Regions from separate parts of the Anser cygnoides genome. Here region 2 is linked to region 1. Evidence: chromatin contacts called from public Hi-C data. All regions are on one chromosome and are shown on one strand. Each heading gives the region's core, a stretch centred on a gene start, on an enhancer-like site or on the middle of the called end of the contact. The rest is flanking DNA. Distances are from core to core; before and after follow the strand shown. Region 1 holds the start of RNASET2 (ribonuclease T2). Region 2 overlaps RPS6KA2 (ribosomal protein S6 kinase A2).

Region 1 (4,405 bases), core at 1,199-3,698:
AGTACTTAAAGGGGGCCTACAGGAAAGACAAGGAGGGACCCTTTTTCAGAGTGTGTAGTGACAGAACAAGGGGTAACAGTTTTAAACTAAAAGAAGGTAGCTTTAGATTAGATATTAGGAAGAAATTCTTCATCATGAGGGTGGTGAGGCACTAGAACAGGCGCCCAGAGAGAAGCTGTGATGCCCCATCCCTGGAAGTGTTCAAGAGCAGGCTGGATGGGGCTTTGAGCAACTTGGTCGGGTGGGAGGTGTCCCTGCCCATGGCAGGGGGTTGGAACTAGATGGTCTTTAAGGTTCCTTCCAACCCAGGCCATTCTATGATTCTGTGATTCTATGTTAAACAGGAGTGAACCCAGTATTGACCTCTGGGGTACACTGCTATTTTGTGGTCTCTGTGTCTGCATCCCTCCTAGATTACCTCTTCTTGCTTCCACCAATTGTATGCTTCCTTTTTGTGTCAGGAGCTCATGTTCATCCATACAAGCCTGCTGACATTTTTGCCTGGCTTCCGATTTATTGGGATGCAGAGTTTTTGAGCTTGGATGAGGTGATCTTTGAGTATTAACTAGCTTTCTTGGACCTCTCCTACCTCCAAGAGCTTATCCTACAGGATTCTTCCAAGCAGATCTTTGTAGAGTCCAGGGTTATGAGCGAGGTTTTAAAACTCCTCTCTGCCCTTAGGATCCTGAACTCCACTGTCTCATAATAGACTATCTTGACTCTTAAATCCCAATCTGAATGAAAACTGCTGGAAGATAGAAAAAATGTATCGTTTTGAAGAGTTTTATATAAGATCTTTAAAGAAGATGAATCATGCCAAACTCTTTTTGTTGTTGCTGTTGTTGCTGTTGTTTTCCAAACAAAACATTTCAGCATTCATTACAAGTATAAGATACAATTAAGTTTGTTTGGAATTTTTTGAGGAAAATGATATTTTCATGAAAAATTTAGATGAAATTTTTCAAATGTTTTGTCGTAACCTCAGTCTCCACCAATTTGTAGTCATATATTCATGACATAAAAAGGTTGAAAACACTGAAAATAGAACCTGGCTTTCTTTTTCATTAAAGGTATCAGCATTTGCATCTGATACAACAATTTATTTAAGATTTTTGATTTATTAACAATTTTCTTGTTTCCAGTACACAGACAAATATCAAATGGAAATTCTTAGGGTGATATCTACCCAAAGTCGCTCTCCCTTGTCTACCTTTCTCGTATTTGCCAAAACACTTATTTTAATAATAGCCTCCATTAACATACACTATTTTGTAATGATACCGTGTCATAAAAGCGTTGCTTCATTGTTCTAATAACTTACATACCTACATAATTTCAGATCAGCTTTGAACCTCTCTTTAAAACCACCTTAAAGGGGAAACTTGTCTTTGGGCTTAGTTTACCCAAAATGCAAAGTGTTAGTTTGCAGCCTCAGAGTGTAAATCCCTCTTGTGCCTCAGAACAGGATCAGCATTGGTGCACAAAACCTTGCAAGCTGTACTGTACATGCAGCACAGCTCACTCATTTCATCCATCCTCTGCAAATATAAAGTCTGAGGTTGAGAGAATAACCCAGTGCTTTGTCTGCTGGCTCCACATGGGCAGTGACGAAGATTTCTGTACCAGATGGAGCGGCGATGCCCTCAGCAACAGCGGGAGAAGAAGCAATGATGAATACAAGGCTCTGGAGAACTTTATTATTTTTAACTCTTAACAAAGTTTCTGAAACTTCTGATACCTCAGACACTATCAGGGACAACAGCAGATGGATCACTGGCTCCATTCAGCATGACATTTTCATGTTTCCATGGAAAGGTGGGCAAAGATTAGTTTTGCCTCATCCTCCTTGTTACTGTGTAAACATAACTAGAATATGTTACCAGTGAATAATAATGCAACTTTAAACAAAGACTTTACCACAAAGACTGTAATTATTTTGTTCAAAACAACTGCTGTTTTGCTTGTGGAAGTAGATCTGCCCACATATTTCTCAAGCGTATTCACGGAGGACGGTTGCGACATATCCCCCGTAGCTCAAAAGTACACAATAGGCATTAACGATCGCACATGGCATTTACGATTCACGCATCACCAGAGAGACGGGTGTTTGCTGTGTGGTTTGCCACAGCAAAGAAGCCAGCCAAGTCTTGTCTGGGATCCTTGTGATCGCTGCCTTGGGCTCCCTCTCCCTGGGAAGCGGCCCGTTGTTTCCAAACCCGACTGCCGGCGTTTCCAGCCTCCCCCGGCATTTTGAGGAAGCACAGCTACGTGCCAGCGTCCCTTAGCTCCCCTCACCCGCGGCTTGAGCACACTTAGGGCACGCAGCGGCCTCGCACGGCCTGAGGACCCCTCCCCGGGACACCCCGGCCCAGCAGCGCCCTGCCTCGGCCGCCTGGAGGCCAGGCGGTGACTCCCGGCCATAGCGGGCGGAAGCTCGATCCCCGGCGGGGAGGCGGGCATGGCCTCGGCCTCGGCCTCCTCCGGGGCGGGCGGCCCGGGTGCGCTCCGCCCTCAGCCTCCGGGGCCAGGAGGAGGAGGTGGAGGAGGGGGTGGACACGAACACTTGTCAGTTTTGGTATCCTCTTGTCACTTGCAGTCATCTCTCTGAGGTGTTGGCTGTGCTGCCTTCTTTGCAGAAATGTCTCTGTATTAAAATGTGATTTTTTTATTTTTTATTTTTCCCCACAGGAAAAAAAGTTCCAACGCCGCGCCCGAAGTGGAGCAGCGTGCGGGTTAATGTGCGAGCAGAGCACACGTGCAGCCTTGCTCGAGACTTCCCCAGGAAGTCAGCGGAGCTGCTGAGCGCAGCACCGAGCTCGCCCCAGGCTCCTTCCAAAGCCCTCCTGCCCCAGCTCTGCTTTGTGAGAGACGTGGCGAGAAATTTCTGCTAAAGAGCTGCAGTGACAGTGGACGTGAGTATTGCGTTTGGAAATCTTTAAAGTGCTTTTCTAGTTACTTAGAGGTTAGACTTGGAAAGAGGGGGTAGCCAGGAGAGGTAATGTAAAAACTGCTAGACCTGAGAGCATTGCTAGAAATAAATTAGTGCTTCTGACACAGGGTTTAGTAACATGGCTGTCTAACTTGTTGCGGCAGAGGTAGCGTGTGTTCCCCTGCTTGAGATGGCACCACACCTGGGTGCTCCTTTTTGCACTGCTAGCTGCCAGGTAGCTTGAGCTGCCCTGTGCTCTCTAGCCACTGCTGCCGACATCAAGCAGCCTGTGAACTATGCTGTTAGCGATGTAAGTCCTCTCACAAATGCCTAAGTGCTCTTCTGCAGCCTCTTTTCTGTTCTCTGAGTCTATATGCCTGAACTAAATGTAAACCAGGAAACTTTACATGACCTTTATTGGTCAAGCTAGTTGTTAAAAGCCAAAACGAAAGTAAGGGAGTAGAATAAAGTTAATTGCTGACATCCAAAAGAAGCATGTGCTATGTCAACAGTCTCTTCAACGTGCTGTATTAGAATTTAAACAGTAGTAAACATGTTAAAGATCCTGTCAGTATTTATTACAAAAGCAAGTTCTGCCAAGTCCTTGTTAAGTCTGGGCAGGTAATTTTGACATCAGCACTGAGCAATGTTTGTATAGCTGAAAGTGGGCTCATCCTGACAGTTACAAACACACACAGTAGTGCTCTGCATTAGTATCCAGACACAGTAAACCAAGAATCATCCTGAAGCTGTTCTTATTACTTGGGTTTTTATCTATAGGGAAAATGAGTCAATAGACTAAAGTTTCAAGTAGTGACTTTGTGCTTCTGTGCATGTTTCATTTTTAAGTAGTAGGTTCTCCTAATTACAATCTTTTGGAATATTATGACTTCTTATAATGAACTTTCATAATAAAAAATTCATGTTTCCTCTTATTAACATATCTTATGCTAATTACACACCAAATTATACACCTTTTTTTTTTTTCTTGTACGTGTGGAATTAGAAATCTGGTGTAATTTACTAAACAAAAGTAAATTTCCACTAAAACATGAACACGATTCATACATCTTAGTTGTTAATACAGTTTTAATTTGAATGTGTATTTCCTCAGGCCTGTGTCCTTTGGGTGCTTTTCAGGTGAGACTGACACTTTTACCCTCCCACCATCAGTTTCACAGACTGATAAAAGATGAACTCAAGTAAATTGCTTAGTCTGTCATGATGATGTCACCATAGCTCCACTGTTTTCTTCCTAGTTTCCACTAGGGTCTTCCAAACTAAAACCTCAGCATGTATTGCTTATCAGTGGAAAATGTCCTTATATAAAAGTTTAGAGGCTGTTAGAACTATTTGCTGTCCCTATTGTCCTTATGCTCCAGTTTCAGGGGGCAAAGCAATATGCAGAATAAACATTATTCCATTGATCAGATAACAGCGTTTTCTGAAGCCCTCAATCAAGCTGTTATTTGACCA
Region 2 (4,405 bases), core at 747-3,246, 72 kb after region 1:
GAGATATTTTGATCTCATACTGCAAAATAAATACTGGACTAAATTTGTTAAAGCGGAAGCAGGAGAGCTTCCTCTGTGACTTCTCTAATAGTCATTAAAAAAAAAAAGGGATGTAAGAAGTCAGGATCAGCTTTCTTCTCTGTATGAAGAAAGGGCATAACTCACTCCCCAGATGAGTGTATTTCAGGGGCTGAGTGCTCTCTGCTGCAAGAGACACTATGCTGTTCAGCCTGTTCAAATTAGTGTAAGTATTCAATGACTGAAAATGGTGCCAACTGCATACAATGGTATTAAAGCATCTGTTTTGGTTATTCTTTGTTCTTGTTTTCTGGCTAATTTGAAGAATAACTCTGAGGCAGCTTAAATGTGAAAGTAATCTGGGACTCAGAGGTTTCTGTGCTCATGGGAGATACTGGATTTAAAACCACTTTCATCATGTGTTGCTGTGATGTAACAATTTCACAGGGCTATGATTTCCTGTTATGATTGGTATATGGGACTTTTCCATAAAACAAAATAGATTTATTTTTTTTAATGTAAGGCTGATGAGACAGATTCAGACATGTTCTTAGTAAAACCAATGAGTATTTTAGCAAAACACAAAACCTGGAAGCATCCATAGGGGGAAAAAAGAAAAGGCCAGTTGAACCATTGAACCAATAAACCTGTTGGATACCTCCATCTGTGGTGTGGAAAGTGTTGCCTATTCAGTCCTGTGCCTGTATTATAAATATTTCAGGTGATTTTGCTGGAGTGTCAGGGACAGGATATGATCTATGCCCAGTATCTCTTAAAGTTGATTTAATATAGCACACTTTTGAACAATGAGTGCCAAAATAATTTCGGAGAACACAACGTGCCTCTCTTACCAGGTGCTGCTGTGTAGCTGGCTGTAGTGTCTCTGCATTTGTGGGATGGTAGGTTCAGTACCAGGAGGTTCAGTACCAGCTAGGGGACGGCAGCATGAGCTTTAGCTGCCAAGCACATAATGTCTGAAAAGCCTAACCCATACTGTTTTGGCTCCGTTGTTATATTGTGCTGGACTAGCTAGGCTGAAGCAAGCAAATAAATGGCAGACGCGTCTTCTGACTGCAGTGTGACCATATGTGGTCTGTTGCCATGGGGACAAAAATAATTCTCATTTACAGACTTGTACTGGAAGCTCCCGTACGCTGAGATGGCATGGCCTGTGAGCAAGCAATTATGCAGCAGTTCGTTGTTGAAGGATGCTGTAGTTGATAGATTCTGAATTTAATCTGTGTTAAACACTAAGTTTTCACTTCATAAGCCTTCAGCATGTTCCTAGGGAGACAACACAATGCTTAGGATTGCACTGATAATGCAGCCCCAACAGTAATTGGGGCCAGCTTCAGTCAGACCTGAAAAAGGGGGTCACACCTTGGATGGATCGGTGTTCTCAGAAGTTTTGGCTAAGTCGGCAGCTGAGTAGAGATGAGACTGAGAATGGCGCCCTTCCAAGGGAAGAAACAGCAGAAGGGCTATCTGAGTTAGCAGGCAGGCTTCCTGGCCTGCTTCTGTCCTTGCCCAAACAGGGGAAGGGGCAGACAGGAGTCTGAGGGACAGCAGCCATCAATCTGTGCAAAACCAGGCTTTGCCAGCTCTGCTTCTTGGTGAACATCTGATTTATTGTTCTTTCTGGGAATGTTGTTCCCCAAAAATAAGTATGTAAGTGTGCCAGCTTCATTTTCCTACAGAAACTGGACTGTGCTTTTTTGCAGCCACACACTGACTTGGGTTTAAGTCTTGCTTTCATCTAGTTATGAGACTAGATCGGGTCTCAGGGAGAATGCACTTTAAGGACAAAGCGTGCTATTCCTCAGCACGTGTCCGTGAGAGCAAAAAGCAGGTTTTATTTTTGTCAGTGCTGTGCAAACACACCATTTGTATGACAGGGAAACACTGTGCAGCACTTCCTAGATCCCCATCTTCAGCGTGTGCTTGGCTGGCTTCAGCCGTGCCATCCTGCAGGCAACACTGACATCTAGCGCGGCTCAACTCAAGCTGCACTGTAGCTGCACAGCCTCACCGTCGGCTTCTGAAGCTCCTCCTATCGAGTTCAGTAAAACTTCCTTTAATTTTAAGATGTCACAACGCCTTTGGTGCCTGAGAATTTATCAGTTCAGACATCAGGCAGCTCGCGTGTGCCTTCGCTCCTCTTTCTGGCCGCTGGCAGAAGTGCCGCTGTAGTGAGCGGTGCGTCCTCAGGAGCCTGATGTTTTGGGAAGCGTGGTGTCTTGCTGCTTGTGGTGACTTCCTTCTCTGGATGGTGGGGTTATGGTGATCAAAGACACGCTTCCACATCATACTAGACAGGCAGCCATCCCCCTAGTGTCTTCTAGTGATGGCAGTGCCTCAGTCATGTTATTGTCGCCCTTTGGGTATTGATACGATGCTTGTGCTACTGAGAGTAATGTGGCTCTGTGCCTTTTGGTTAGTGCTTGCTGGGATGTCCTATGTCCTCGACATAGGAGAGCAGGTCCTGGGGAGCTGAAACAAACCACTAAAGCAGGGTGAAACTTCTGTATGGCAACTAAGTTATTTCTGACCTTGAAGTTAAGCTATAGCATGGATTGTAGCAGAGTTCCCAAGTAGGTTTTGTATGTACATGTTTTAAACTACTTTGTGTGATACGCATCGTGTATCCTTATACACTGAGGAACTGCATGTGGTATAAGTGCTGGAGAAAACAGAGTGCTTCCTGGACAGTAAATATACCTACAATTATTTACTTTATTGTAGCAGGACTCCATCATAATTCTCTGCACAGACATATCCCAGATAAGTTTGAAAAACAAATAGACAAGAAGTCTCCCCTCTAAAATCTACCAAATCCTGCTCCCCGGACCATAATCATCCCACTTCGGGATACAGTCAGAGCCCGGTCTAACCTGGGAGTCGTTTCTGCTTGGCTCAGGATGTTAGTCTAGGTGACCTCTAGAGGTCGCTTCCAGCCTAAATTATTCTAAGGATCAGGATTTTAGTGCGCATATATATATATATATATATATATATATATATAAATAAAAAATTTCCCCTCTTGTTCTGGCATAATAGATAAGGAAAGATCCATTCTGTTTTTTTTCTCAATACTAGTCTGCCATTTAAATGGAAGGTGCAGGAGAAGTGCTCCTTGTTCACTTACAAAATAAACAGCTCACCAACTCTAGGACTGTGCTGGAAGCAGTTGCAGGGATATGGCAGTGCTGCAAGCTACGGCGACTGGTACAGTGGAGGGCTGGCACTGGGTAGCTTGGGTACAGTGATCAGTTTAAATCTGTCAGGGTTTGAATGCTGTTTGGGTTGCTGTACCTTTCTGGGTGGCATGCATTAATAACTGTCACAGAGCTCAGTTTGGGCCAATCTAAAGCAGAGCTGTAATGACACATTTTGGTATGTGTGGTATATGCATTTATCTTGCTCTTTAATTGCAAGTGCCTTGAATCGCAGTGCATAGCTGCAACCTATAACTAGAGCAATGAAATTGTTCTGGGGTAATTGAGTGTAGTTGTTGAGCTTGCAGTAACTTTATCCAACAGTAGAGGTCTGTCTTGTTTAGAAAACACACAATTTTGTCAGTTAAGAACTGATCAGCATTGGGAAAACTAGAGTAGCTCTTCACTCTTTTCTTGTTTCATTTATTTGAATGCCAATTTAAACACTTCTACCATGATAAGAGCTAACCTGAAAGTGCTGCCTGTGGTTCAGTGAATCACATTAGCCAGTAGTTTAGGAAACGCTGTCAGTCAAATAGCTGGCACAAGGAGCCAGGACAGGCAGCTCAAGCCAGGGCTTCAAGTAGGTGCAAGTGGACGAAAGTAAACGGCTCACCTTAGACAGGAATTTATATAGCAGATCTGTTTCTTCTAACATTAACTTTAAAAAATAATTAAAAACATCTGCTATCATTTTTATTCAACCCACATCAGCTCTAAATATTCTCTGTATTTGGTTGATCTGTTAGGTCTGTGAAAGGAGGAACTCTGGTCAGTTTAGAATTTTTTTCAGAAGCTGCTAAAAAGCACAGGACTGCAATGTTTTTTTTGGTTTTTTTTTTTGGTTACCTATGGCCCATACCTCCTCTAGTTCTGGCATTATCTATTAAAATACATGATTTTTCCCTTTTTAACCCTTTGGTTGTACTGTTGTAGTATGACTATTTCCCTTTAAGGTGTGATGCTGTGTTGCACTGAACCATCAGAGGTTTATTTTTGGTTTTGTTCAAGCTGAGTGACCTCAGCCCAAACACAAAATCTGTCGCTTAACTCAAAGTTATGATAGCTCCTGCTAATAGTTTTGCAAGTAAAGCATCCTACAGCTTGGCTAGCAATACACTGTACAGATGGTTCTCCTGTTCTCTCTTTTCAAACTTAACATGTGTTTGCTC

The links. Hi-C and Micro-C count contacts between places; a contact is called where the count stands out from the background.
Region 2: a contact with region 1 is called in a Hi-C map of liver, with 2.6 times the contacts expected there. The contact joins the enhancer-like site here to the promoter of RNASET2 in region 1. A contact is called at or near these places in 4 of 7 Hi-C or Micro-C datasets (granulosa cells and liver).

Annotation. Positions count from the first base shown.
Region 1 is chr3:47,064,320-47,068,724 of Taihu_goose_T2T_genome, forward strand. RNASET2 (ribonuclease T2) reads left to right here and starts at 2,449. Exons shown (of 11, transcript XM_013186780.3): 1 at 2,449-2,565; 2 at 2,689-2,912.
Region 2 is chr3:47,137,140-47,141,544 of Taihu_goose_T2T_genome, forward strand. The region is part of intron 2 of RPS6KA2 (ribosomal protein S6 kinase A2); the gene reads left to right. Among named protein-coding and RNA genes, the nearest start is that of RPS6KA2, 27 kb to the left of the region's middle. Within about 2 kb of position 1,997, at least 2 of the 3 cell types and tissues checked have open chromatin away from gene starts, as enhancers often do.